Linked DNA regions of Cyprinus carpio: region 1 is linked to region 2. The links are chromatin contacts, called in public Hi-C maps. All regions are on one chromosome and are shown on one strand. Each heading gives the region's core, a stretch centred on a gene start, on an enhancer-like site or on the middle of the called end of the contact. The rest is flanking DNA. Distances are from core to core; before and after follow the strand shown. Region 1 holds the start of timm9 (mitochondrial import inner membrane translocase subunit Tim9). Region 2 holds the start of fbxo34 (F-box only protein 34).

Evidence for each region. A called contact is a pair of places that touch in the nucleus more often than the background predicts.
Region 1: a Hi-C map of skeletal muscle shows a contact between it and region 2, with 2.1 times the contacts expected there. The contact joins the promoter of timm9 here to the promoter of fbxo34 in region 2. A contact is called at or near these places in 2 of 8 Hi-C or Micro-C datasets (both in skeletal muscle).

Annotation. Positions count from the first base shown.
Region 1 is chrB17:4,610,261-4,615,713 of ASM1834038v1, forward strand. It overlaps timm9 (mitochondrial import inner membrane translocase subunit Tim9), which reads left to right and starts at 3,502. Exons shown (of 4, transcript XM_042743272.1): 1 at 3,502-3,522; 2 at 3,753-3,850; 3 at 3,924-4,019; 4 at 4,127-4,516. The coding sequence starts at 3,812. The coding sequence ends at 4,261. kiaa0586 (protein TALPID3) reads right to left here and starts at 3,093. Exons shown (of 33, transcript XM_042743270.1): 1 at 2,744-3,093; 2 at 2,352-2,548; 3 at 2,207-2,268; 4 at 2,023-2,089; 5 at 1,636-1,705; 6 at 1,382-1,556; 7 at 1,076-1,279; 8 at 1-29. The coding sequence starts at 2,763.
Region 2 is chrB17:4,430,340-4,435,662 of ASM1834038v1, forward strand. It overlaps fbxo34 (F-box only protein 34), which reads right to left and starts at 3,182. Exons shown (of 3, transcript XM_042743254.1): 1 at 2,980-3,182. It overlaps lgals3b (galectin-3b), which reads right to left. Exons shown (of 6, transcript XM_042743262.1): 5 at 4,973-5,141; 6 at 3,942-4,662. The coding sequence ends at 4,504.

The DNA of each region.
Region 1 (5,453 bases), core at 2,252-4,751, 180 kb after region 2:
ACATCCAGAGCCGATCCCAGAAGACGATTCTAAAGATAGAGGAGATATGATAAATGGATAAGCTGATGAACACAATCAATTCATGAATTGCAGTGGAGAAGAGCCTTCTCAGACTTCCAGAATTAATGCTCAGAGGCAAAATAAAACAACCAAGCCAGAGATGCCAGCTAACCATCTGAATTGGTCTCTGTCGGAGCTACCAAGTTTTGTTATCAGTCACTGTCCAAAAAGCGTATTGGTCACTTTTTGTACATGTTATTCTCTCTGCTTTCCACAATTAGGTGCCCAGAGGTCCCAGAGGCATATACATTACATGAGCTGACACAAAGTACACATTGACCATTCTTACACCCTCCATACATGATCTCAGTCTTGTAGGCCATGAGGCTTTCAAAATGCATCTGGATCTCACACTAGCAAAATAACTTTTACAAATGTCTTTTTATAGTATGAATATTTCATCAGAATCTGTTCAAGTCTCTGAAACGAAGACGCAATACAACAGCATGTGACTCTTTAAAACAGATTTCTGCAATTGAAGTCTTTTTGAAATAAAAATGCTCAATGTGCCAAGTAGACATAATCTGTTCAGTATTTGGTACTAAGCAACCCTGATGAACAGAATGAACTATATCAGCCTATCATATCGGAGAATATTTACAGTAGCAAATATATTTAGTTCAAGGGTGGAAAACTTAATTATGAATGTTTTGGTGTAATAATCCTCGACTGACATAAAGTAGACTAAAAATAAAAAAGAAATAAAACAAAAAGAAAAGAAAATGAAATGAAAGAAAAAAATAAACAACGAAAAATAACAAAACATTAAATGAAACAAAAATAAAACTCAACAAAAACCAAAGCAAAATTATACAAAATGAAATAAACAAAAACAAAACAAAACAAATAAAAACAATAACAAAAAAGAATACAAAATAAAAGCAGAAGTAAAAGTAAACAAAACTAAATTAAATAAAATGACTACTAATAATAATAATAATAATAATTTTTTTTTTTTTTTTTTATATTAATATTATTAATTTTTTTTTTTTTTTAGAGGTCTTGCCATTTTTACCTGCAGCTGGATCTGCTGACATTGGATGGTCTCCAGGTGTTGCAGTCTCTGCTGCATCAGAAGGTTAAGTTGTTCCTCCAGGTGGGCTGCTCTCCCAACAGAACTGTTCTCAGTTCTCTCCGGCTGGACACTGGACTCTGCTGCCTGCAGCCTCCTCAGCTCAGCTGTTACCAGTGCGATCTGAGCCTCCATCTCACTCTGAGCCTGATGGGCCAAACAAAGACCGTTTAAAGTCAATGCTATAATACTGTATTGCTATAAGAATGTTACGATATTATAATGCTATATGAAACTAATAATGTCTACCTTGATAAGTGGTGCTGTGGCGGCAATAGTAGCAGCTGTTATGGCTGCCACATTTGCAGAAGTCCCAGGGTCTCCTGATGGAAAAGCAGGTTCTGACTGGCCTCTTGGAGTCTGGGATCTGTCTTGGTCCAACACTTGTACCGTCACATTACGTCTTAAAGGGACACTTTGGGATCTGAGAAACAGTGAAATATTCATGTGTACAAAATAATCATTTTTGATCATACAAGTGAGTGAATGAAATCAGGCATTACCTTTTCTTGAGGGCTGCAGAAACTGCTCCTCTCCCATCAGCAGAGTATGTAGAGATTTGCACGTCTTCACCTGCGGTGTTCAGAAATTTCAATTAGTTTCACATTAGTGACATTCAAAAATATACCAATATGATTCAATAGAATACAATTCAAAACATCATAATGCAATTATATAAATTCATATCTTTTGACTAAGTTTTCTGTCTGCATGATTTCATTTAAGCTATACTTTATATATAATACCAATATAGCTCAAAACAAAATAACAATGTCTGACTTAACGTTTTTAGTCTTCATGATTTTAGTTTTTGATCTTCTTATCTTTGAATATAATACCAGTATAACTGAACAACAATAGAACAGAATAGAATAGAATAGAAATCATACCTTTCGACTTTGAGTTTGCTATCTCCATGATTGTAGTTGGAACTTTACTTTTCTCTTTCCTGAAGGCCTATGATTGTAGTTGGAACTTTACTTTTAGTTTTTAATGATGTAATCAACTTCAGCAAGTTTAAATTGCTTATAAACAACCCAAATATAACTGTAGGAAGGAAAAAACACAACTCACTTTGTCAAAAATGCCAGCAAACTGACTTGATGATCCAGAGGGATGTTGTTCATGGGGCTCAACTGAATTCAGATAAAAAATAATTGATTCTTTTGATCCTTAAATGTATGTCACAATCTAACCACACTCAATCTACTAGTGTTACCTGTGTCTGAAGCTGAAGGATTATTCACACGGTGGACGGGTGGGGTTTCTCTCTCATTCACAGAGTGAACATCTTCAGAGTCTGACAGTCTCCTAATGTAAATATTAACTTGATTACGACTCTCATGCTGTATTTCCTCTCTGCTGGCAGCCAAAGCAGCTCTGGTCGAACGAATTAACACATCTGCTGCATCAGAACTGGATGTAGAGTCGTTTAAGTTCGTGTTATTGACCACAGACACACAACAAGGGTCCATTTCCACTATTATATCAGTAATAAGACAGCTGTTTTCACTGATGTCAGTCTTTAAACAGTTGATAACAACAATGTACAGGCCCAGTGGTTAGCTGTCAAAGGCTTTGATCATTTTCAGGCGTTTCTAACAGTCTTACCGTGAACATGACGTCAACATAACGATTATTGCCTTTATTTCCTGAGATATCCACAGATGTGTTGTTGTCAGTACTGCTTTTGAATTTCCCGCCGCAGGTGATTTTTAAAAGCAGCAGGTTGGTTCAGCCTCTCATTTCTGTTATCACAGTAAATCCCGACTTCATTTCGTAGTATTTTAATGTGATATTCAAAGGATGTTTTCTTTCAGCTCATTTCTGATGTAAATCCAGTTATTTTCTCAGCGTCGGTTGTTGCTGACAACAAAACTTCACAACTGTGATCCTGGAAACAACGACATGATCGCGAGATTTTCAAAATAAAAGTTCCCTGCGTTTCAATCGTGACACTGCTGCCCGGATTTGGTCCTCAGTAGAATTTATTTGATCTGGTAAACATAAGAAATAAATGTTTGTGTTTAAAAATAAATTAATTAATAATATCCTTTATCCCTATTTTTTTAAATAATAAATAAATAATAAGTGAGAAATTCCAGAAGATTTTGATTTTGCATTTTTATGCTGTAGCACAAGTAATCATAAAAGGACTGAGAATGTAAAAAAAAAAAACTGTTTAACTATATTTAATATTTTTATGTTAAAATAAGATGCTAATAAAGCATTTCAATAAAATTTCAAAAAATATTAATATGTAATAATATATTACATAAAAATACAAATATAATTTTTTTTGTTTTTTTCACTTTTTTTTAAATCATAGTATAATACGCGATTTTATTTTTTATTTCATAAGGGCTCTTATTCTGGCTCTGACAGCAAAGGTAAAATATTTAATGTTTTTTTATTTTTTATTTGTTTGTTTTGGGTTTTTTTTTTAAACGCGCTTTGCTTCTTGTTATATGTATTGTCTGTATCTTATTTATTATAAAACGCTTATTAATATATTTATTTTTGGAAGGCATGTTTCGCATATTTAGTGTTATAAATGTACATGTGATATAATGCTAATGTCTAATGTAGCCACTCATCATTACACTGATATCATTTCAAGGCCTCTGTTAGAAAAGAACATGTATTTATTTAGCAGCCTCCGCAGTGTCAATCAAAACAATGGCAGCTCAGGTCACTGAATCAGACCAGATCAAACAGGTAAGAACCTAAGACATTTATAGTTTTGAAATGATTAAGTAGCTATTTAACTGTCCATCTTTGTATTTGACAGTTCAAAGAATTTCTGGGAACCTACAATAAACTGACAGAAAACTGCTTCATGGATTGTGTGAAAGATTTCACCACAAGAGAGGTCAAGCCAGAAGAGGTGTGCGATTATGTTGTTTATGCTTCTATTTCTGCAAGAGGATAAACAGATCATTTAAAACAAAATGAGTCAGTTAACTTGATTTAAATTGTAACTTGTGTTTCCAGACTTCATGTTCTGAGAGCTGCTTACAGAAGTATCTGAAGATGACGCAGAGGATCTCCATGCGCTTTCAGGAATATCACATCCAGCAGAATGAAGCGTTGGCTGCTAAAGCCGGTTTATTAGGACAGCCACGATAATCATCTGCTGCTGGACTGAACTCCAGACTGTTTCGCCAGGGTCTCTCTATTCCAGCATGGAGCAGAGCGGCATGGCAGAGGACGCAGGCACTGCGAATACTGTGAGAAGTCCTCTAACTGGATCGTCGGAAATTTTAGTTTCCCAAAGGACAGACACTCTCGTTTTGACCATTATGCTGGTCTTCCCTAAAACACGAAAGATCTTGACTGTTTTTATGTTAATGTGCTCCAAAATAAAATATTAGTCAACTCTAATATTCAGTCTCATGTATAATTTAGCTAATGAGATTAAAAGGAATAGTTCACCCAAAAATTAAAGATGTAGATAAGTTTGTTTCCTCACGGGAACGGATTTGGAGAAATTCATCATTCCATCAATTGCTCACCAGTGGGATCCTCTGCAGTGAATGGGTGCCGTCAGAATGAGAGTCCAAACAGCTGATAAAAACATCACAGTAATCCACAAGACACCAATCTTGTGATGTGAAAAGCTGCGTTTTTAATAAATCCATCAAATTGTTTTAACTTTGAAATTTTCACATATCAGTCCTTAATCCATAAATCTATGCCCTGTTGTCTTCTCACATCAATCGATTCAGACAAGATTACTTTGTGACTGTAGAAAGCAATGGTTTTAAGTTAAAGACATCTTAATGATGGATTTGCTTCTTACAAACAGCTTTTCACTTCACAAGATATTAATTGATGGACTGGAGTCATGTGGATAACTTGTGGATTATTGTGATGTTTTAATCAGCTGTTTGGACTCTCATTCTGACGGCACCCATTCACTGCCATTGGGGAGCAATTTACTTTAATTTACTTAATTACTTCAAACCGGTTCCCAAGAAACAAACTGATCTGCATTTTGGGATGGCCTGAGGGCGAGTAAATTTTCAGCAAATTATTGAATCTTTTTATTATTAAACTTATCAATTCCTTTAACAAGTGTAAGTTGTGCGTAGATTTTATTGGTATTGACTGGCTAGATGAATTTCAGAAAACATGGCCATATGAGTGGTAATTCAGTCCAAAATAAATAGATTTTTGCCCCTTTTTAAATCCTTTGCCGTTATTGCAATTTTGCATTGTGACATATCAATGAAACTTGAGTGAACTGAAAATTAAATGTGAAGTATTTCCACATCGTGGTAGTTTTTGTTCAGATTCCCATCAAGACATATGGATTTAA
Region 2 (5,323 bases), core at 1,932-4,431:
AACTAACCAAATGAGGTCAGCTTATTTAACTGGATTTTGTCATTATAAATCATTAAAAATATGGAAAGAACAGCTCAATTTTTCAGTCCATTATAATCATTCAGGCAGATCACCGGGTGAATTTTAAAAGTATGTAGTTTAGTATATCTCTCTATTGTGCATTTCTGCCCACAATCATATTAAACCAAAAACATTATGTCAAACAAAAACAAAAGGACTTGGTCAGAGGTAGACCTTGAAAACTGCATGCATTAAGAATGCATTAATAATTGTGGAAAACAAAGGCTCTGCTTTTCACATGCTGCCCAAATAATGGCGAGTTTGTCAGACACAGCGCAAATTTTTGCCACACAAATACTTCAAAGCATTTCAGGCTTGATGAAAAACACACTAAACCCCAGCTCCAAAGGGGGCAACATGATCACAACCACATATTATACTGAAGACCTGGCTATGTTCAAGACAAAAGCTTGTCCCAACCTGCTGGGTATTTCTTCCCTGTGAGAGATTTGTATTAAAGCTTTCAGTGGTTTTCAGAGTGAGGTAGATACACCTTTCTGCTTCACACTTCCCTTTAGTCTGCCACATGACTCCAGGCCGAGTGGCCAAACAGGTTTTCTTAAGCTGTGTAAGCAGTCCAGTTGTCAGACTTCCCTCGCAAGAGCTCATTGTGTTCAAACAGGTGGTCAGGCTCAATTGTGTTTTATGAAGTGATCACTTAACTAGGTGTATTCTCACTGCATTGCATAAGGCAGCCATCAAAAGAGAGCTGCTGTAATTCTGCACGTTTCAACATGACACCAGCTGCTTAAATCAATACTTTCGCTTGCCAAATAAACTTAAAATGCCTGCCAAATAAACCAACCTCTTGATTGGACTGATAAGAGGAATTGTTTCAACTACTCATTAGAAATGGTCCAAGACTATATGCTAGATTTCTGTGGCGTAACTAAAATAACTTGTCCAAACACCAAAAACTTAATTTGTATGTAATCACTATACAATTATGGTATGCCTCTGTATCACACTAACTCATCTAAGAGTCATTTACTGGTCAGCTTGGTGTTGAACTTTCCGGGTTGTGTATCGCAAAAATGTACGTTTGCTTTAAAACAGCTTTACACATGTTCTGCAGCTCTACAGCTGTTCACAAAGATATGACTGAAATCTAGATTTAAAGACCTTCCAGCAAACAATGTGCCACCTTGACTACACTGACCCACCTAAAATAAAACAACCTGAAAAAGTAAAAGCAAATGAATTTGAGTAAACATGGCATAGAGGATAACAAAAGGACAGCAGAAAATTTCTGCGACCACAAACGAAACTACCCCACCACCACATCACCATTTGACAAATATGTAAGAGGACATTTATCACATCTTTAACGGGATGCATGGCCTGGTTTTGACGTGCCACATAACAGCTGACCAGCAAAGATAAAAGCCACTCTTTGCACTCCTGATCTAAAATTATCAAAACTGTAGAGCTTCAAAATGCTCATTCCACCTCCCCCATTACGGAAAAACAAGGTTTGCGGATCAGCCCACTGTTGGTAACAACTGACCTGTTAAAAACAAGCTAGGCTTCAGATCAAAATTTGACTGCAAGCTTGACTTCAGGAAGGAAAACTTGCACAGACTACACAAAAAAAAAAAAAAAAAAAAAAAAAAAAAAAAAAAAAAAAAGGGATTATTTTTGTATGAATGATTTTGGTATAGATAAGTGTCTAATAACCACATGTCTTGACAACCAACAAATGCCTATAACAAAAGAACTAAATAAAATACTTGTAACTTTTAATTTAGACAATCAACAAAATAAATAAGAAAATTAATATACTTAATCTATTGTCAAACTTGGTGCAATTATTTCTGCATCTGCTGAGACTGAGGTGCTGGCATCAACACCTTTGGCAGGGACAAAGTTCATAAGTGTAATCAAGAAGTTAAACATTATACGTTCTTTGCCGCTTTAGTGTCTCACTCACCCCCAACAACTCACCATGTTTTCTCAGGTCAACTAATGCACATGGACACCATGATGTGTCTGTGTTTGGGTTAAATTATAGCAATTAGGTAGAATGGTCTCTATAGATATCAGAATCCTAACATATTTCAGCATGTATTTGTGGTCATATTCTAATAATAGTGCATATGATGGGTCTAAGTCAGCATTATTTGCCTAAATTCTCATTTTTATGTTATCTGAAAGACTTCAAGAGCCAGAAAGGCTTTTGAAATGTGACTGAATGAAAAAAACTATTTACCTTGAACCATTACAGCTCTGTATATCTGAAGTTGCTTTAAACTCTTTACAATGTAAGGCACACTTTCTTAAAAGAATAAAAACAAACCTGAAACTTAAATGAAAATAAAAAATAAATATAAAATAACAGAAAACAGGAAAAGGACATTGCACCAAAAAAAATAAAAGTCAACAATAAAGTTATTAATTGGGGACCACAAGTTAAACATGAGTAATTTGCACTTACTTTTAAAAAGACGTCACTGAAAATATACAAATATAGTTAGATATAGTTAGATAAATAAAATAAAAAAACACCCTCAAAATAATAAATGCAATATAGAGGTGTCTAACCTCATTAGCACTAAAGCTAACTGACAGAAACGCCATTACATACATCTGCTCTTTAAAGAAGAGAAAAATAAGTGTCCTTAAACGGTTATATGCACTTAAATACGCATGCATAATCAATAAATCAACCAAAATATGCAATTTAGAGTCTATAAAATGTAAGGTTAGGTCCTGTTTTGGGGGTGTTTTAATGCTAGTTCCGCTCAGCATATGCCAAACCGAGTCAACAGGAAAAAAACACAGAATAAATGCTACATTTTCATTACTTTAGATGCAAGTTAAAGCCATTGAAACTCAGTTAACGTCACATATAAAGGTATTTATGACTGACACGTAGGAGTAATGAGCCAAACATAAGGAAATAGAAGATTAAAAACTGACCTGAGCAAAAATAGAATAAAAGTCGAAACGGAGAGGTGAACTGGCTTGCTGAAAGGGGAAACTCTTCATCGGCTTGTATATTTACTGGGGTGAATTCATCTCATCTTGTCATAATTTTTAAGTCGTGCGTCCTTCAGGACTCAACGCTTCATTTCTGCGCGCGCGTGTGTGATCAGATCAGATGAGCGCGCAGCGGGCACTGCCTCATTTATTGCGAGCACACGCATAAAGACGCGCGCGAGCATGCATGAATCCACCCAGTTGAGAAAAACATAGAGCACCGTTTATATATATATATCATATCCTAATGATTTTCGTCATAAAAGAAAAATCGATCATTTTGACCCATACAATGTATTGTTGGCTACTGCTAAAAATATATCTGCTACTTATAACTGTTTTTTTTTGGTCCAGGGTCACAGATATATATATATATATATATATATATATATATATATATATATATATATATATATATATATATATATATATATATATAGCGGCTATTTATTTGTTTGTTTATTTATTGCATTGTTTTGGGCTTCCGTTTCTATAAGTTATTAAACAATACAAATCTATAGCAAACTATCATTGAATCACAAAAATCATTAAAATCACCCTATTGGACAGATAAGGATACCATATTTGAGGAATCGCACACATTTTCTGATAGAACATAAGTTTAAACCAGAAAATACACTACATATATGTTATATAATATAAATGGGTTAATATAGCATTTAAAATGTAAAATCATGACACAAAGGAACATTCTTGAAATTTGTGCACATTAGTTATACAATGCTGGAGGTTTCAGGGTTCAGGGTTCAACACTTTGAAGAGTCATCAGGTGCTTTAGGCACAAATAGACCTCTGCATAATTGAGGTCAGTCCTATTAGATTTCTGTCAGGGCGTCTCTGACAGACTGTTTCCATGATTAAAAATGTAACACTGCCTTGACTTCAGTTTACGCTGCTGTTATTTTATTTATATTAGGAGCTGGCAGTAAAAGTGTAATACACAGGTCTCACAGAGGATTGTAATTACATGCACACAACTCAGTGTTTACATATGTTTGTTTCTTCAATCATGGGATCATTAAACCAAGAAGAATCATCTTTTGGCACTGGTTACAAATCATAGAATCCTATTTTATTCCAGTTCTAATTTCATATTAATTACGCACTATTCTTGATTGGCCAATATCAGATTCCCTACTATGACCACCACCATTATTCTGTGTAGCTTCATAATTGTAGCAGACTTTGCAAGTGTATAATCAGTGGTACTTCATATTTCTCACTGACCCTTATCACAATCTAACCCTTCCTGGATAGTAACAGGCCCACCTAGAGGTACAGAATTACAGCATTGACATCTGTAGGAAATATAAACTCTTACTGACACACAGTGTTTTAAAAAAAGATGATTACTGGAGGTAAAATTATTTGCCCATGTGGTTGAATAGATCATCACATATCATTGTTAAAAGACTTGTCTATGACAGAATCTGCAGTATGATTTCACTGCAGTGTCTCCACATTTACAGAGCTGAGGGTGACATCACTGAAGATACTAAGAGCTCTGATCTGGTTGAGATCACGGATCCGATGTTTGAATTCCAGAAGGTGCGATTTGTTCGCAGCCACTTTGAATTCAGTGTCAGTGCATAAGATCTTCAGCTGGAATTAAAAACAAATTTAATCAGTTGCAATTGAACAAGCATGGAGCAGAGCATAGTTTCGAACAAACATGGCAAGAGACAAATGCATAACCTTAAAAAAGAGTTTTGTTGCAGTATTTTTAGTGATGTTATTTCAGGACGTCTTTTTCTGCTTTTACACACTGACATCCAGTTATCTGATATCTTAGACATTCTCTAATGTCTTTAAACACAATGAGGGCCAGACAGTAAATATTTAAGATGTTTGTTTAATCTAAATAAATTCACGGAGATGAAAAAGAAATAAAATTGTTCGGTGCCATGCTCACCTCAAAAGGCTTTCCTTGGACAAAAGGGAAGAAGGGGAGCTCGCGCTCTTCTTTGCCCCACTGGTTTCCAATCAAGCTGTTTCGTACAATCACTTGCCTTCCGTCTTCATTGAAGCGAGGGTTTAGATGAAACGCAATGTCGTTGCCTCTGTTCAAATTAACTGTGAAACTAATTGGAAGAGAAAATATAAGAATACATAAAAAAAATAAAGGCGACATCACAAATAAGAAGCTTGTGATAATTGTTATATGATAACAATGAAATCAAAATTGGCCACGTGTAATTTCTTAATTTAACTTTTTTTAACACTAGTTCTTAATCTCACTGAAAACAATTCATCGGTGCACATT